2 separate regions of the Sus scrofa genome follow, and region 1 is linked to region 2. A link is a contact called in public HiChIP or PLAC-seq data. All regions are on one chromosome and are shown on one strand. The core of a region is the stretch at or near the end of the contact, and the rest is flanking DNA. Distances in the headings are between cores, read along the strand shown.

Region 1 (4,310 bases), core at 244-2,743, 190 kb after region 2:
TGAGAGTGTTCCCTAATCTAACAGCTCAGAGGTTCCAAGCAGACAGTCAGGAAGAAGAAAATTGCTAGGGGCAGCCGGAAGCAAATGACAGTTAGTGTCACATTCTGACAGTGACAAAGAGGATGGAATGCTGAAAAAAAAAAAAAAAAAAAAAAAGGCTCAAGGACTGAAAAAACAAAGGCCAGGGGCCGTTCAGAGAAGGCCATCAGAAAACCTTCATAAGGTTTTCTGATGGCCGTTCCTAATGACGTCTCCAAGGAAAGATTCCACACACGCAGACCATACCTGGGCTGGGGGGTTGTCCGAAACGGAGACTGGATCTAAATGTCTCAAAACACACAGCATTTTTCAAACCTTAGCCATTCGGGTGCTACAGGTATGCAAGATAAAGTGAAGGGACCTGCTTCTGAATAGCCGTTCATCGGGGCTAAGACCTCCACCGCCAGACAGGAAGCGTGGTGATGGCCAGGGGCTGGGAACGAGGTGAGCAGGACCAGGAGAGGCGCCCCCCCCCCAGGAGCTCATTCTGGGAACGCAGTAAATGCCTGCTGCCTGAGTCACTGCCTCTCCCAGGGAACAGAGGGAAAATCCCAGATTAGATTGAGCAAGATTTCTGGGGATCCCTCACACACTGAACTCCCCAATCCTGACCCACATGTGTCTCTCTTTGTAATTTATGAGGGGAGCTTCACTGGACCTCCTCCATGGGCCATAAATAGCCACCCTGGCAGGCCCCACTTCCCCGCCCAGCAGTATTTGAAGACAGCGAGGGTATGGGTGAGGCTGATCAGAGGGCAAGCTCCCTGAAGGCAGAGGGCCCTGCCCCTTCCTCTGTGATGCCCTAGCACATGGCAGAGCTGGCTGTGGCACTCAGGGGCCCTGGCTCTGGCACACACTAGCTGCATAACCTCTCTGGTCATTTTCCTTGTTCATTTTTCTAAATGGAGATGATAATACTTGCTTCATGGAAGCACTGCCTTACTCACTTGTTCAAAATGTATTGAGCACCTACTATGTGACAAACACCTACTGTGTGCCCAGCTCCAGATGAAAGTCGTTGTTTTCATGATACATACCTTCTGGAGGTGTGTTCAATAAGACCGTGAATGCCAAGTGCTCAGTACAATGGCTAGCACATGGAAGATGGGCCATAAATCATTGATGTTAATGTTATTTCCTTGGTGCGGCTTGGTCCCTTCTTGCTCTATAGACCCCTTGCACAGCTTAATCCTTTATGAATTAAAATTTATCACATCAAATTCTATTTTTTCCCCATATTTATCATCCCCTGCCCACCGCACTTGACTTGTGTAAACGACGCTGCACTTAATCAATATATTGACGGAAATTGATCACCAGGGGGCGCTGCGACGCAGAAGCCCAGTTCCCACTCTGCAGCGCCACCTAGAGGAGGAATGTCATAAGCCGCAAGAGACGGACCAACCAGCAGGGTCAAACTTCGAGCTAGTCTGGCGCAGCGCTGCCCTCCGGAGCACTGCCTGGCGGAGCCCATAGCTCTCTCCAGACGGTCCTATCAATCAGAGAATCTGAGCAGGACTCATAAGAAGATGCCCCTGAGGCTTAAAAATCCTGAATCTCCTCTCCAATGATCATAAATATTGTAACAGTCAAGATGCTCAGAGTTTACTGCTGATCCAACCCTCCAGTATAAAATTGCAGGAGTATATGATTTAGCACTTGCAAAGCCCTTACAACAGTGCCTGGCACAAAGTCCAGTTCATGACATGTTGGCTCTGATTACTGCTACTTAATCCTCACACCAACTCCCATAAAACAGGTCCTATTTTTATCCCTGGTCTGGAGATGAGGAAACCAAGGCTCTATGGGATCAGGAGACTGAACCAAAGTGGGTGAGTGGCAAAGTAAGAGTTTGCCCTCAAATCTGGCTGACTCCAAACTCACACTGTTAATAACTGGGCTATACTGGCCCATTCATTCATTTCTTCATTTAACAGCCACTTTGCACACCTAGAAAGGATACAGATGCTCACAGATGCTGCCTTCAGGGAGCTCACACACACAAATATGCATGCATGCATGCACACCCATGCACCTACACAGACGTGTGTGCACATGCACACATGGGGACATACATATATACTCATGCATGCATGCCCACACATGCGTATAGAATGAAGCACAATTCAGGAAGAAAACACGAGATACACATTAAGAATCCAGTTTCCCTGATTCTATGGCCAATGCTGTCTTCAGCCCCCATGGCACTGCAAAAACAAATGTCCCCAGGGACCTGGCAGTTTGAGATGGAGCCCCACAGTTTCAGAGGGAGCTGGGATGGAAAGAGAGGGGCAGGCAGGCTGTGACTTAGGGTCTGCCTTCCAGGCCATCACCTTCTAGCACAGAACTCCAAGGACCCCAAGAATTCTAAATTTGAACCTGACCTTCCAGCCCGTCATGAAGGTATACTTGTCAGGAGAATATACTTGTAGAAGGAGAATTGTTTTATTAGCAGCTTAGGGGCTCCATCTGCAATTTTATGTACTGAGACACACGGTACATGGCCTCCATTTGTCCTATGGCTCCAGTCCCTGTAGTCTTGGGGTCAGGAAGCAGGGCAGAGGGACTCGTAGGTCACAGTAATCCTCTGGCTTTCATTCAAAGAAGAAAGAGAATCCACAAGAGTGTTTAAATAAAGAGCAATGTAATCTGATTAACATGCTTAAAAGATCCCTTTGTCTGCTGAGGGGCTGGCGGCTCGCAGGAGGTGGCAAAGGAAGAAAATAGACCACGTGCCCCCTTCTACCAGCATCCTAATTCAAATGTTAAGAATCGGCTTTATCGAGGTAGAGGTGTAATTTGCATACAACAAAACTGACCAACTTGAAGTGTATAATTCAACGGGTTTTGACAATTATGTAACCACCACATCACAGCATAGGAGATTTCCATTATCCCCAAAAGACCTCCCAAAGATAGCGCCCCTTTGCAATCCATCTCCTCTCTTCTCCTCTGCCCCAGGTCCTGGCCACCACCGATCCGCTTTCTATCATTCTGTTTTGCCATTTCTGAAATTTCATATGAATGGTCTATAGTGTCTGGCTTTTTTCACATGGTGTAATTCATCAGTGTTGGTGTGTACCTCAGTAGTTTATTCTGTTTATCACCAAGTAGGAATCTGTTGTCTGAACATACCACAATTTGGTATCTGTTCACAAGTCATGGTCATTACGGCTGTTTCTGGTTTGGGGCTATTAAAGCAAAGCTGCTACAAACATTTAAGCACAAAGGTTTGGAATTCCCATTGTGGTGAAGCAGAAACAAATCTGACTAGTATCCACGAGGATGCAAGTTCGATCCCTGGCCTCCCTCAATGGGTCAGGGATCCAGTGTTGCCATGAGCTGTGGTGTAGGTCGCAGATGCAGCTTAGATTCCACCTTGCTGTGGCTGTGGTGTAGGCCTGCCACTGCAGCCCCGATTTGACCCCTAGCCTAAGAACTTCCATATGCCTCGGGTGTAGCCCTAAAAAGCAAACAAAACAAAACAAAATGTAAAGATGTGTGTGGACATGCGTTTTCCTTTCTCTTGGGTAATTATCTAAGAATGAGAAGCTGGTTCCTATGGTAGGTACATATTTAACTTTATAAGAAAATCATTTTTCAAAGTGGCTGCACCATTTTTTAAAAAAAAATATTTTAATGAAGTATAGACAATTTACAATAGTGTGTTATTATATAATATTATTCCATATATTATACAATATATGGAATAATATAGTCTCTCTATATATACATTCTTTTTCTTAATCTTTTCCATTATGGTTTATTATAGGATTGAATATAGTTCCCGGTGCTGTGTAGGGAACAAGTAGGGTCTTGCAGTTTATCCATTCTATATACAATAGTTTGCATCTGCTCATCCCAAACTCTCAATCCATCCCTCCCCGCCCCCCTCTGCCTTGGCAACTACAAGTCTGTTCTCCATGTCTGTGAGTCCATTTCTCTTTTATAGATAAGTTTATTTGGGTTGCCCCATTTTGCATTCCCAGCAGCCAGTGCATCAGGCGGCAGAAGATCAAGGTTCCAGGTCCACACGGGCTCAGAGACAGGGGCTCTGGGTCTGTATAGACTGGAGGCCTAAATGCAGCCAGAGCCTCTGGGCTAGTTACCATCTCCTGTCAGCTCCAAATCTACCCTTTTATGCTCAGCTTTCTGGAACTGGGCTTGGGGCTCCAAACCACATTTCTGTTTTGCCACCTAGTTCCCAGTCTCTGCCAATAGGGGGCGCTAGAGGGAGACTGGAAAGATGGCAAGGAGGAAGGCATTTACTC
Region 2 (4,148 bases), core at 7-2,506:
GGACTCATGTCCAGGAGGATGCGGGTTTGATCCCTGGCCTCGCTCAGCGGGTTAAGGATCCGGCACTGCCTTGAGCTGTGGTGCAGGTTACAGACGTGGCTCGAATCCTGTGTTGCTGTGGCTGTGGTGTAGATCGGCAGGTGCAGCTCTGATTGGATCCCTAGCCTGGGAACTTCCATATGCTGCAAGTGCAGCCCTAAAAAGCAAAAATAAAATAAAACAAAAGCAGGCAGAGGCTCATACAGGGCAGACTGTGCCCCTGTCCCAGACGTGGCTGAAGCAGCCCCAGGCCCAGGTTACAGGATGAGGTCGGCATGACCTGGGGATGGGGCCCCAGAGAATACTCTGTTCACTCTTTTTTTTTTTTTTTTTGTCTTTTTGCCTTTTCTAGGGCTGCTCCCGTGGCATATGGAGGTTCCCAGGCTAGGGGTCTAATCGGAGCTGCAGCTGCCGGCCTACACCACAGCCATAGCAACACGGGATCGGAGCCGTGTCTGCGACCTACACCACAGCTCATGACAACAGCAGATCCTTAACCCACTGAGCAAGGCCAGGGATCGAAGCTGCAACCTCATGGCTCCTAGTCAGATTCGTGAACCACTGAGCCATGACAGGAACTCCTATTCTGTTCACTCTTGGAAAGAGAGGTAGAACAGGTTGCCCGTTCCTTAGGCCAGTGGCCCCCTGACATGCTAGCTCAGCCTTTGAGGGCCCATGCCATTGCCAAAGACTCCCACAGGCTCTCAAGAGTGGCTTCACCTTTGTTCTGGGGTCCCTAAAATAACCACATTGTGTGGGAACCTCCACATAGTGTGGGTGTGGCCCTAAAATTAAAAAAAAGAAAAAGAAAGAAAGAAACTGAGGCCCAGAGAGATGTGACTTGCTCAAGGTCACACAGCATGCCTGTGGGGAGGCCTGGATTCTGGCTCCTGGGCTGGGCTCGTCCCTCCATGCTGCCTGGCCATCTGGGGAGCCCGGCCTGCTCCCTTCTTCAACCTTCAGGTGCAAAGGAGCTTCTGTGGGTAAAGGGCCGGCCCGATGCTTCCTTCCCCTTCTCGAAGGGCAAATCTGACCTTCGGTTAACCTGCTGGCTCTGTTCCTCTGGACACCTGAGAAGGCGTGACGTCAGCTGCATTACTAGGACAACACTGTTGATGATCAAAATCTCTCCCGGAGGACAGGGAGGAAGTACAGGTCACTGTAAATACTTCATGAGAAGCCACTGCTCTGGGCTGCCCTGAATGTCACAGTGCTTGTAACTGGGCATGTCCCTGAAAGGAACCCAGAGGCTATGCCTGGGGAATTGTTACAAGAGCTGTGGGTCCAAAGGGGCCTCTGCTCCATGCTATGAATCTTGTCTCCTTGCAGCAGAGCTGTCGCGCTGCGGGGAAGACCACCACCCGCCGGAAAGACTGCCACCAAAGGGGACTCACCGGAGCCGCCCCGCTGCCAGCGGTGCTTCCTCCTTCGCCCTTCCTGGTCAATCTGCTGCCTTTTTTCTTTTTTTGGCCACACCCCCGGCATGTGGAAGTTCCCAGGCCATGGGGAATCTGAGCCATAGCTGCGACCTATGGCACAGCTGCAGCAACGCCTGTGCCTTTAACCCACTGCGCTGGGCCAGGGAGCCGACCCATGCCTCGGCCGCTGCGGTCGGATTCTTAACCCACTGTATTACAGTGGGGACGCCCCAGTGTGGCATTTCTTAATCTTGTCTAGTTTGACTTAAGCAGACCCCTGGGTGGGGGCTGTGGGAGGGACCTCCCCCCCACCCCGATACCCCCTGCTTTGCCCGGAGGTATGGCCCCCGCACACCCAGCCCACCTGCTCGAAGCGCCAGCCGTCAGACATGGTGGAGACCATCTGCGTGAGCTCCTCCTCCTGGCACTGCAGCACGCGGTACACGTGCTTGGGTGGCACCTGCGGGCAGAGGGGTGACATGGAGAGCACCCGTGGGAGTGCCAGGCACCCAGGACGGGAAGAGCACCTGCCCTTCCCCCACCATCTACCCCCCTAAGAAGGACAGAAGGTGGGGGTGGGGGGAGTGGGAAGACGGGAGCTGTGTTCTGAGTACCTACTACGTGCCAGGCACGGGACATGCAGGATCCCACTGAATCCCTCCCCAATTCTGGCAGTAACGGGGTGTTCATGGAAGCTCAGAGGGGGTCAGTGACGTGCCCAAGGTCACCCAGCTAGAGAGCAGCAGAGCCAGGGCTGGAACACAGGAGGGGCTTGGGGGACACCCTGGGTCCCTCACTAACTGAGGCAGCCCCTCCAGGAGACACGGTGCATCTCAGCCCCCTGCAGTCTCCTGCACCAGGAAGATGGGGCCTCACAACCCATCTCCCACCCCTCGCGTCTCTCCCAAGATGGGCAGAAACTCTCTCCAGCTCCTCCTCCAGACTGGCCCCTTAGGCCTAGGGCCCAAGCTCAGAAGAAATGCCAGCTCCAGCAGCGGGTGGTGTGCCCCCCACGGGACACATGAATGGACAACGTACTAGTCCTGAGTTGCCCCCCAGAGGGCCCCCTGTACCTCCACACTGACCCCGTTTTGCCTGTGAGGAAAGGAGTTCTCAGCACGCCATATTCCACAAGAGGGAGTCAAGGTCCAGAGAGGGTCGTGATGGGCCCAAGGTCACACAGCAAACAGAACTCAGGATCCGTCTCCCAGTCTGGGGCTTTGCTGGGTCATCTGGGAGCTGGATCAGCACCCCCCTTACAGGAGAGCTCAGCCTCCCCAAGGCAAACTAGTTCTGCCTCTTCCAAGCTTCCCCTGCCTCCCTCCCTCCACCCCCTGCTCTGGCCACAGAGGCCGCCCCACTGCCCCACTGCCCCCCCTGACCTGTGTGACAGTATAATCCTTCTCTTCCATCCGGTCTTTGATGATGCGGATCAGCGGGCCGATGTTGTAGAACTCCGCTTCCTCCAGGACCCCTGGCACAGACAGAGCAGCCCCTTGGTCACTCCCGCTGCCCCCGTGTCCCGTTCTCACCTTGTCCCCTCCGCCTCCAAACCCACCCCCTTTCCGGCATCTGACTTCAGGGGTCAGGCCAGAGGTTTGCCTTCCTTGGGTCCCACGCTCGCTATGGTGGGGGTGCGAGGGAGCCATCGGCTGCGCCCTTAGCTGCGCATCCACCCCTGCTGTGCCGAGCACGGTGACCCAGGAACGCCAGCGGTCCCTAGTCTGGGGGCTGCTCTGGGGCTCTCCAGAGGCAGCGAGCCTGTTGCCACTGGGCCCTGGATCTCCACAGGGAGAAGGGGTTGGATTGGCCCCCGATGACAGGCTCCGGGTGATGAAGCACCTGCCCAGGGCCAGGCATCATGCTAGGCATGTGACACGCTTTACCGCAGTTCATTCTCAGCATGAGAAGCAGGTACTTTCGTCACCCCCCTCCCCACAACTGGGGGAACGGAGGACCAGGCAAAGCAGCAGCTGGGCAAGGCCACACATGCAACACGTGACAGCTGGGATTCTAGACTCAAGTTCCTCTGCCTCCGTGCATGATCGTCATGCATGTGCATCTCCTCGACCGCCACACTTCACAGTTTGCAAAACCCCTCCTGTGCTCATCACAAGCCCTAGGGCCGGGGGCAAGCAGGCGTTACTGTCCCCTTACAGTTAAGGGAACTGAGTGTCTTAGAGACTGAGTGAGTCACTGCTTTGGTGAAAGGGACAGCCCTCAGCCTTTGGGTGCCCCTAAGGTCCTGGAGGGCAGGGACATTTCTAGTCCTTTCCATGACTGGCCTCTGGGTGTGATCTGCCCTGTTGTCCCCAACGCCCACACAGCCCCTAACACAGAGGAGGCAGTCAGTGAGCACTGCTGCCTGGGTGGCCCCCACAGAGTCCTGCAGGTGACAGACAACCACTCTGCGCCTCGGATCCTCGGGGCCTCGGTGCCAGGCACTGCACTAAGTGACACACTTGTATGAGGTCCTTTTATCCTCTCAGCAGCTCTGCCAGGTGGGTGCTCCTGTCACAGATGCAGGCATGGAGGTGCAGAGGGATAAGTGACTTTCCACAGATGCAGGCATGGAGGTGCAGAGGGATAAGTGACTTTCCAGGTGTCACACAGCTAGTTAATTTCCTCCCAGATCCCCTGACCCCCTGGATGGGGGCCTTAGCCCAGTGTGAAGGTGCTGGAAGTGCCAGG

The links. HiChIP or PLAC-seq counts read pairs in DNA pulled down with a chosen protein or histone mark.
Region 1: an H3K27ac HiChIP or PLAC-seq map of alveolar macrophages shows a contact between it and region 2, with 4 times the contacts expected there. The contact joins two enhancer-like sites. A contact is called at or near these places in 1 of 47 Hi-C or Micro-C datasets (heart right ventricle) and 1 of 2 datasets of contacts at active chromatin or transcription factors (alveolar macrophages).

The regions. Positions count from the first base shown.
Region 1 is chr5:10,903,653-10,907,962 of Sscrofa11.1, forward strand. The region is part of intron 3 of NCF4 (neutrophil cytosol factor 4); the gene reads right to left. Among named protein-coding and RNA genes, the nearest start is that of PVALB, 50 kb to the right of the region's middle. Within about 2 kb of position 1,494, at least 9 of the 83 cell types and tissues checked have an H3K27ac peak or open chromatin away from gene starts, as enhancers often do. A contact at or near this core is called in alveolar macrophages, where this site is marked.
Region 2 is chr5:10,711,780-10,715,927 of Sscrofa11.1, forward strand. KCTD17 (BTB/POZ domain-containing protein KCTD17) reads right to left here. Exons shown (of 7, transcript XM_021091530.1): 3 at 2,840-2,931; 4 at 1,822-1,917. Among named protein-coding and RNA genes, the nearest start is that of KCTD17, 5.1 kb to the right of the region's middle. Within about 2 kb of position 1,257, at least 7 of the 83 cell types and tissues checked have an H3K27ac peak or open chromatin away from gene starts, as enhancers often do. A contact at or near this core is called in alveolar macrophages, where this site is marked.